Linked DNA regions of Mus musculus: all the other regions are linked to region 2. A link is a contact called in public HiChIP or PLAC-seq data. All regions are on one chromosome and are shown on one strand. Each heading gives the region's core, a stretch centred on a gene start, on an enhancer-like site or on the middle of the called end of the contact. The rest is flanking DNA. Distances are from core to core; before and after follow the strand shown. Region 1 overlaps Hivep3 (human immunodeficiency virus type I enhancer binding protein 3). Region 2 overlaps Hivep3 (human immunodeficiency virus type I enhancer binding protein 3). Region 3 overlaps Hivep3 (human immunodeficiency virus type I enhancer binding protein 3).

Region 1 (2,700 bases), core at 154-2,653, 170 kb after region 2:
CCTGGGCTGCTTGAGGCAGAGTGAGGAGGACGGCCCAGATGAGAGCCAGGAAGACTGGCACCCAGGACATCCTGGCATGCATGTAAGAAACATCCAAGTGTTCGGAGGAATGTGTCATTTAAGGGCCACCAGAGGGTTTTCGTCAGGGAATGGCATGGTGAAGAGACAGTCTGTGTGCCCATGCAAAGGATGAGCTGGGAGGTGGAGGAGTTCAAATATTGCTGTGTGTTGGTTTCAGTGCAGGGCAAGTGTGGGGGTTTGAGCCAGGCTGCCTTCAAGTGCTTCTGCTCTTATTTATGGACTCTCACTAAGGCTCTGGGCCAGGTACCACGCTAAGTGTTCTTTGTGAATGAGGTAATAGATGGCTTTCCCAGACTCATCTGGGCAGGCACTGACTCTCCTCCCTCCCTACAAATGAGCTATCACAGGCCCAGAGATGTTAAAAGAACACTCTGCCTTGATGATCTGGCTCCAAAGTAGAAGAGGGTGGATTCAAACTAGAGCCATGTTTTATCTACTTCTAAATGAAGAGCAGCCAGTCAGGGCCAGGAATGGTCAGGAGGGTTGCCCCAGGATGGCACATCCTGTAGCTAGGACAAAGGCTTCCTTGCCCCCTATCAAGTGTGACAGACCCCACAGAGCTGAGGGGCTTCACTGAAACCAGAACTGGCATATAGATGGTGTCTTGGTTACAGTTTCTATGGCTCTGGTGAAACACCATGACCAAAGGCAAGGGCAGGAAAAAAGTGTTGGCTTACATATCACTCACTGTTCATCACTGAAGGAAGTCAGGACAGGAACCCAAAGAGGGCAGAAACGTGGAGGCAGAAACTGATACAGAGGCCACTGAGGGGTGCTGCTTACTGGCTTGCTCCACATGGCTTGCTCAGCCTGTTTTCTTATAGAACCCAGGACCACTGGCCCAGGGATGGCACCATTTACAATGGGCTAGACCCTTCTCAGTTGATCATTAATTAAGAAAATGCCTTACAGCTGGATCTTATGAAGGCACTTTCTCAATTTAAGTTCCCTCCTTTCTGATGACTCTAGCTTGGGTCACATTGACAGAAAACTAGGCAACAGAGTTGGGGACTATGCAAATCACTGAGGTAGTGGAAACACTCTATGGAAAAAGTGTCCCTTTCAGAGCCTCCAGGCCAGAAAAGGGAAGGGCCACTGCAGCCCAGTGACTCTGCTCTGTAGCACACATGGCCTTACCTATTTGTGAGACCCTGAGCTGGTTAGGTGGGGAGGGGGGATCAGAGCTAAAAATGGGGGCAGCCTGGTCCCTAGGCCAGAGGCTGGGGAGGATCCCTGGGGAGCCTGGCCACCACTAGGCTTCCCCTGTGAGCTGAAGAGGCTATTGTGGTTGAAGAGAGTCATCCTTCCTCCAAAATCATGGCCATACTTTGCAATCTCAGCAGGTATTGACCAAGTGCTGAAGGTCTCAGTCCCTGCAGCTTCCCACAGTCATCCTGTGTGCACATTCTGTGTGTGTGTGTGTGTGTGTGTGTATGTGTGTGTGTGCACGCGCGCACTTTGTTTCTGTGTCCCTTCTCCCTATGAATAGATCACAGTGATTTTGTTGCGGGATTTCTAGCTTATTCTATTGCAAGACAAACTCTGTAGATAGGCATAAAGCTTGAAAGTCAGAAATAACCAAAAGAGGAAGAGGGACAGGCCTCAATTTCCGGAGAATTGACGCTGTGCTATTTAAATCCGACGCCGGTCCGGATAAGCCCTGTTGCTTCCATTTTCCAGGTGAGCATACTGAGCCACTGAGGTGTGAAATGATGTATCTGAGGCCACACAGTGACAGTGACCTGAGAGCAACTAATTCTTTAGTGCCAGAGCCTTGGGCTAGCCTTCTGCCATGGAAGGCTGCTCGAAGCTCACAGCTCTGGGCCTCAGTTTCTTCAGCTGACAGATGTGAATAGAGCTGTTCTGTAGCATCATTATAAGGACAGCATTAACAGACACTCGGCGCCTGTGGGTTTGGTCCTACCCCTGCTTTCTGCCTCTGCAGACAGGAGATGTTGCGGCTCCGTGGAGGAATAAGCTGCCTGGTAGTTTTCTTGCCCAGATTCCCAGTTAGCTGTTTGATGTCATGGGGCAAGCCGTGTCCCCTTCACCTTTGCATCTCTGAACTCCAGCCAGGGCAGCAGTGTTTTGTGGAAGCCATTCAGCTGGATCAGCTTACTTCCCTTTTGGGTGTCCCAGGGGCCTCGGGGAGGGGAAGTGTCCCCTCTGCTCTCCCGTGAATGCACGCAGCGCAGGCCTGTTGACCTTCCCATGAGAGGACTGCCTGTAGCCGGCTGGCATGCAGGGAACAGCTCTTTGGGTCTTGGCCCCCAGGGTCACTCCTGCTGCTCAGCCTGCTCCATCATTCCTTAAGGTTTTAGGGTGGCTGTACCCCACCAAGTGCGATTGAGGCCCACCTACCCTTTCCCCTCACAGGGTCTGGAGACCATAAGCCTGTTCTGTCAAAGTGTGGAGCCTGAGGTCTTGTTCCCTCCCTGCCGCTCACTACTACATGGTGGGATCCATTCACTCGGACGTTCATTGCACGTTCCTCTTTTTCTGTCCTCAGTACCTATCAAAGGGCGTCTCCCTCCTCTCTGCCCACCCTCTCCTTGATTGGGTGTTTTCCCCAGCATTTTATGGCACATCAATCCATATCAGAGGCTGAGGCCCATGGCC
Region 2 (2,700 bases), core at 25-2,524:
AAGTGAGCACTAGAATCTGGGCACAGTACATCCAGGTCTGAGAGAGAGGGAGAGAGACACTGTCCTTTTCCTGCACCCACCAGGATGTAAACTCCCAAGCCGCACTGTAGATCACTGCAGCCCTGGCTCCAAGCACCCCGCAATGCAAGCTCTTCAATATTTTGGAATGACTAAATGGGAATCTGCACACACACCCACAGCAGGGAGCTGGGAGCTGAGTGTGAACCTGTGCTAGATGGACTTTTGTCAAACTGACACAAACAAGGGGCTCATGGGAAGAGGGAACCTCAACTGAGGAATTAGACTGGCCTGCCTGCATGTCTGTGGGGGCACTTTCTTGATTAATGACTGCTGTGGGAGGATCCAGCCCACTGTAGGTGGTGTCATCCCTGGGCAGGTGGTCCTGGGTTATAGAAAAGCGATATAGAAAAGGCAGATGGAGTTAGTCATGGAGAGCAAGCCAGTAAGCAGCAGGCCTTCGCTTCTTCACTTCACTTCTGCTTGTGTTCCTGCTCTGACATCCCCCCCCACACCCTCCCCCCACCCCCACCCCCACCCCAATGATGGACTGTGAGAAAGTGCATGAGCCAAATAACCCTTCCCTCTCCAAGTTGCTTTTAGGTCATGGTGCTTATCACAGGAACAGAAAGCAAATCCATACAGGTCCCCCTCCCATCCAGCTGTTTCTACCATTAGCCAGCTGGGTGATCCCGCTGAGCTCCTGTTTCCTAATCTGCAGAATGAGGTGGCTGAGTATAATGACCATTAGGAACTTGGACAGCTCCAGCATTCCGTAATTTCTCCTGTTACTCTATCTTGGCTTTCCAGAATATTTCACAATAGGTAACAGTGTGGGCTGACAGATGACATTTCATAGTTCAGTCGGAGTTTGAGAAACTTCTATGGAAAAACCATGAACTCCAGGGTCAACAAGACACCATAAAAGCTGTCAGGCCTCCTTCACACGTCCTGTCCTGTAAAGAGAGAAAGAATGTATGCTGGTAAAAGTCACCAGAGGCAAAGGGATCTTTGTCTTCATCCAGGGATCAATTGCTGTGTCCTCTGCTCTTAGAGAGGCATGCGGTCTCCGTGTTAATGCAGCTTCTCACGGCACAGGCGGCTCCTGGGGGTGGGGGCGGGGAGGCTGAAGCTGAGCTTTCAACTGGCCTCACTCCCACACTGGGTGCTGGGAGAAGAGGGGGGGTCTTTGAGTACACATACTTCCCCCATAGCCCTCACCAGGGCCCCAAGACAGTGCTGTCAGGACTCTCTTCCTGAGGAAGTTAAGAATGTCTTTGTCTTAATTTTGCTTGTCTCATCTAAAACTCTATTGGTCACAAAACTGTGGACATTTGCTGATTTCCAAAACATAGGCAGAAATGAATTAGGCAAATCTCACATGTTGGCGGTTGCAGGCCTTTAATGGGGGACATGGGGAGGCATAGTAGACAGAGACAATCAAGTATTTCCATGTAGAAATTCCAGTCAGTAAACTGCACCAAGTCCCTTCTGTGATTGGCACTCTTCAGGCTTCAAATCCAGGAGGTTAGTGGAAGTTCTGAACCTGAATGTGTCCACCCTTGCCTGATGGGCAGAGGCCATAGAGTTCACTATGCCCATTTGGCTAGCATGTAGGAGAAGGAAGAAGAAAAGGAGGAGAGAAATTGTCTCCAATTCTCCAATAATGACTGCGGCAGCAACAGTAATAATGTTATAATAATAGCTAATATTAATCGAGCCACTGTTCTAAAAACCATATGTGAATTAATTTGCCCAGGCTTCTTTGTTTCTCTACAAGATGGGTACTATCATTCTTTGTACTACTTTGAGAATGAAAGACGATGAGTTTTAATTACATTTTTTGTTTATAATTCTATACATGAGTACTGTATTTATGTCAATTTCAGTCCCTTCTCCCTCTCCAACTCCTCCTGTGCCTTCCTGATCCTTCTCAAATTCATACTTCTTCTTCAATTATTACTGCTAAATAAATATAAATATGTATTGCCCAGAGGTGGTGGTGCATGCCTTTTATCCCAGTACTCGGGAAGGAGTGGCAGGCAGATATCTGTGAGTTCAAAACCAGCCTGGTCTATAGAGTGAGTTCTAGGACAGCCAGGGCTACACAGAGAAACCCTGCCTTGGACAACCAAAAGATAAAAAATTAATACAAATATGTATATGTGCACACATATAAATATAAATACGGCCTGCTGAATCTATTGAGTGTTGATCACATGTATGTATGTTTATGGCTGGACAACTAGAGTTGAACAACTTATCAGGGGCTCTTCTCTGGGGAAGACTGAATCTCCTTTTCTTGTTAGCTGTTGATTGCCTATTGCTCTTTATCTAGGGGTCAGACTTTGTGAGATTCCACCCATCCATGTTGACATGTCAACTGGTACTGTCACTGTGCAGGTTTAGGTAACCACATTGTTGAGATAGTGTGGTACAGCTCCCTGTCTTCTATAGAATATACCACCTCACTATCTCACAGCAGACATCGGTCCTCTGGCTCTTATGGTGCCCCACACTATCCTCTTCTATGATTGTCTTAGCTAGGGTTTTACTGCTAAAATCAGACACTACGACCAAGGCAACTCTTATAAGAACAACATTCAGTTGGGACTGGCTTACAGATTCAGTGGTTCAGTCCAATATCATCAAGGCAGGAGCACAGCAGCATCCAGGCAGGAG
Region 3 (2,700 bases), core at 165-2,664, 200 kb after region 2:
GCTTGCTGCCCTAGCCTAGAAACGTGAGTTCTATCCTTAGAACCCATATAAAAGTGGAGAAGAGGACTGGCTACATAAGGTTGCTCCCCCAACATCTACCATACATGCATAATGGCATGCACTCATCATGCACTGATTATTATTACATATGATAAATTTAGTAAGCGCTCAATATACAAAATCATAGAAATAAGTTACTTGTCTATACACTGGCAATGATCTATCTTAAAAGTAAGGTAGGAAAACAATATCATTTGCAGTGGTACACAAAACAATAATATAGTTAGGAATAAACTTAACCAAGGAAAGGAAAGAGTTATATACCAAAACCAAAAAAATTCTCATTAAGAAAAATTGAAGACCCAAATGTAAAGGCATCTTGCATCTCATGTTCATGAACTAGAAGAATTAATGTTGTTTAATTTCCATACTGTCCTAAGAAATCTACAGATTTGGTGTATAAACATACTAACATGCTCTTTACAGGAATAGATAAAACCCAATTTTATATATATATGAAAATCCCTATGAAAAACTAAATCCTGAAGAAAAATAAGAAAGCTGGAAACAATGCACCTCTTGGTTGCAAATTATGTTACAAAGATACAGTAATCAAAGCAGTACAGTATTAGGCATATAGACCAGTGAAACAGAATAGAGATCTCAAAATAAACCCATACATCTATGGCCACCCATCTTTTGCCAAGAATACACAATGATGTATTCATATCCACATATGGAGAAATGAGACTGAAGCTTTACCTTATATCACACCTACAAAAATCAACTCAAAGTGGATTAAGGACTTAAATGTAAAACCTAGAATTGGATCTCACCGTCACACAGGAGAAAAACTTCATGGCACAATCAGATTGGCTGTTGAGTTGAGCTCCTTCCTGATCCTATTAAAAGCATTGCTGTTTGGGGGTGGGGGTGGGGCTCGGGAGATGACCCGATGGGTGATGTGATTGTTGCACGGGCATGAGGACCTCAGTTTGGGTTTTCAGCTCCCACATAAAGAGCTAGAACAGGAGGTGTGCGCCTGTAATTGCAGTGCCAGGGAGGCGGAGCTAGGGGTGGGGGGAGGGAGAGGCATGATCTCCCATTTGAACTCAGAGCTTGCATATTGGGCTAGTCTCGCCAGCCTGTCCTGGGGGGGGGGGGGTCTCCCGTTTCCACCTCCTGAGGTCTGGGGTTACAGCCAGCCTGCCTGACATTTACGTGGGTGCTTTACCTGCTGAGCCATTTCCACACTCTTCCTTTCTTTCTTGATAGAAGCTATCCTAACTAACGTGGGTGAGAGGGGATTGGATTCTGGGCTTGAGTTCCTTTTCTCTAATAATCAGACCTGCTGGACATCTTTCCCTGTGCTTATTGGTTATTTGAAGAACTTCAGAGACGTCTGCTGGAGTCCTGTGGTCATTTTAAAAGCAGAAGTCCTTGCTTTTGTTGTTGCTGATTCGTAGGCATTCTTTACTGCATGGAACTTACTCTGTCAGAGCTATAACTACAGCTATGTCCTCTCAGTCTGCAGGCTTTTCACCCTCTTCTGATTTGACCATTGACGTGTAGGGGTCACTGATCTCAATGCTGTCCAGTTTAATCTTTTTGACTTTTTTGCTTTGTGTTATATTTAAAATATCATTACTAGTTCCAACATCACAAGGCTTTTCCTGTATGTTTTCTTCTAAGGGTTTTATAGTTTTGGCTTTGTGTTGAGGTCTTGTTTCCAATTTGAGTTGACTTAGGCCGTTTTCAGTTGGACTGGCCCTGTATGAGGAGTTCCGTGGAACATTTGAGATGGAGCAGATAAATAAAACATGTTGCAGAGTGGTCATGACTGCATGCCACTGCAAGGACAGTAATGTCCACCTGCCACACAGGCATGAAGAGAGAGACTGTAGGCAGTGCCCTTGTTCACTGTGGGCATAGTCAACAACAGTGATCTGCCCTTCTAGTATACTTATAGGATGTGTGTGCTTCTATGCCTGTGCGCCCACTCACATGCCTGTGTGTATATGTATGCCTGTGTATGTGTGTGTGTGTGTGTGTGTGTGTGTGTGTGTGTGTGTGTGTGTGATGTTGTAGTGTGTTCTTTCCTTAATTAAAAAATTATCTATCTACTGTGTGTATATGAGTGAGCACATGTGTACCATGGACAATTTGTGAAACTTGGTTCTCTCCTTCTGCCGTGTAGATTCCAGAAATTGACCTCAGGTGATCTGGCTTGGCACCAAGTACCCCTACCCACTGAGCCATCTTGCCACTGGCCCTGTTGTCCCATGTCCTATATATGTCCCTTCATGGTAGACAGAAGAACCCTAACTACTTAGGCAGCTTTTTGTACCAATGTCACTTAAACAAAATGTGGTCAAAAGACAGCTGGAGACCTACTGGGCGCTGACAAGCATACAGGCTGCTGTAGAATCCAGATCTGTTCCAGGCAGTGATCCTGGCAGAGCACAGTAGCCAGAAGATACGAGTCTGACCCGGTCTCCTGACAGGTTCTAGTCTTCCCCAGGGTGTCCTCAGTAGCACTTCCTGGCCCATTGAAGATAAGTAGGTCGGCTTAAGTTCACAAGTGCCCACTGAGTTCTCTCGGTGTCCAGACATGGCTTTGGATGCTTCTAGGGAAGGCAGATAAAAATAAATGACAAGGCAGGAGGGCAGCATGCTAACTAGGTGGATAACAATGGGCAA

The links. HiChIP or PLAC-seq counts read pairs in DNA pulled down with a chosen protein or histone mark.
Region 1: a contact with region 2 is called in an H3K27ac HiChIP or PLAC-seq map of microglia, with 8 times the contacts expected there. The contact joins two enhancer-like sites. A contact is called at or near these places in 1 of 484 Hi-C or Micro-C datasets (cerebral cortex) and 4 of 115 datasets of contacts at active chromatin or transcription factors (SST interneurons, T-cell acute lymphoblastic leukemia, fibro-adipogenic progenitors and 1 more).
Region 3: an H3K27ac HiChIP or PLAC-seq map of microglia shows a contact between it and region 2, with 4 times the contacts expected there. The contact joins two enhancer-like sites. A contact is called at or near these places in 1 of 484 Hi-C or Micro-C datasets (bone marrow-derived macrophages), 2 of 115 datasets of contacts at active chromatin or transcription factors (cardiomyocytes and microglia) and 1 of 9 other capture datasets (adipose tissue).

The regions. Positions count from the first base shown.
Region 1 is chr4:120,052,113-120,054,812 of GRCm38.p6, forward strand. The region is part of intron 2 of Hivep3 (human immunodeficiency virus type I enhancer binding protein 3); the gene reads left to right. Among named protein-coding and RNA genes, the nearest start is that of Gm38632, 20 kb to the left of the region's middle. Within about 2 kb of position 1,404, at least 65 of the 459 cell types and tissues checked have an H3K27ac peak or open chromatin away from gene starts, as enhancers often do. A contact at or near this core is called in microglia, where this site is marked.
Region 2 is chr4:119,881,822-119,884,521 of GRCm38.p6, forward strand. All of the region lies in intron 1 of Hivep3 (human immunodeficiency virus type I enhancer binding protein 3), which reads left to right. Among named protein-coding and RNA genes, the nearest start is that of Hivep3, 68 kb to the left of the region's middle. Within about 2 kb of position 1,275, at least 6 of the 459 cell types and tissues checked have an H3K27ac peak or open chromatin away from gene starts, as enhancers often do. A contact at or near this core is called in microglia, where this site is marked.
Region 3 is chr4:120,086,522-120,089,221 of GRCm38.p6, forward strand. All of the region lies in intron 3 of Hivep3 (human immunodeficiency virus type I enhancer binding protein 3), which reads left to right. Among named protein-coding and RNA genes, the nearest start is that of Gm36215, 13 kb to the left of the region's middle. Within about 2 kb of position 1,415, at least 5 of the 459 cell types and tissues checked have an H3K27ac peak or open chromatin away from gene starts, as enhancers often do. A contact at or near this core is called in microglia, where this site is marked.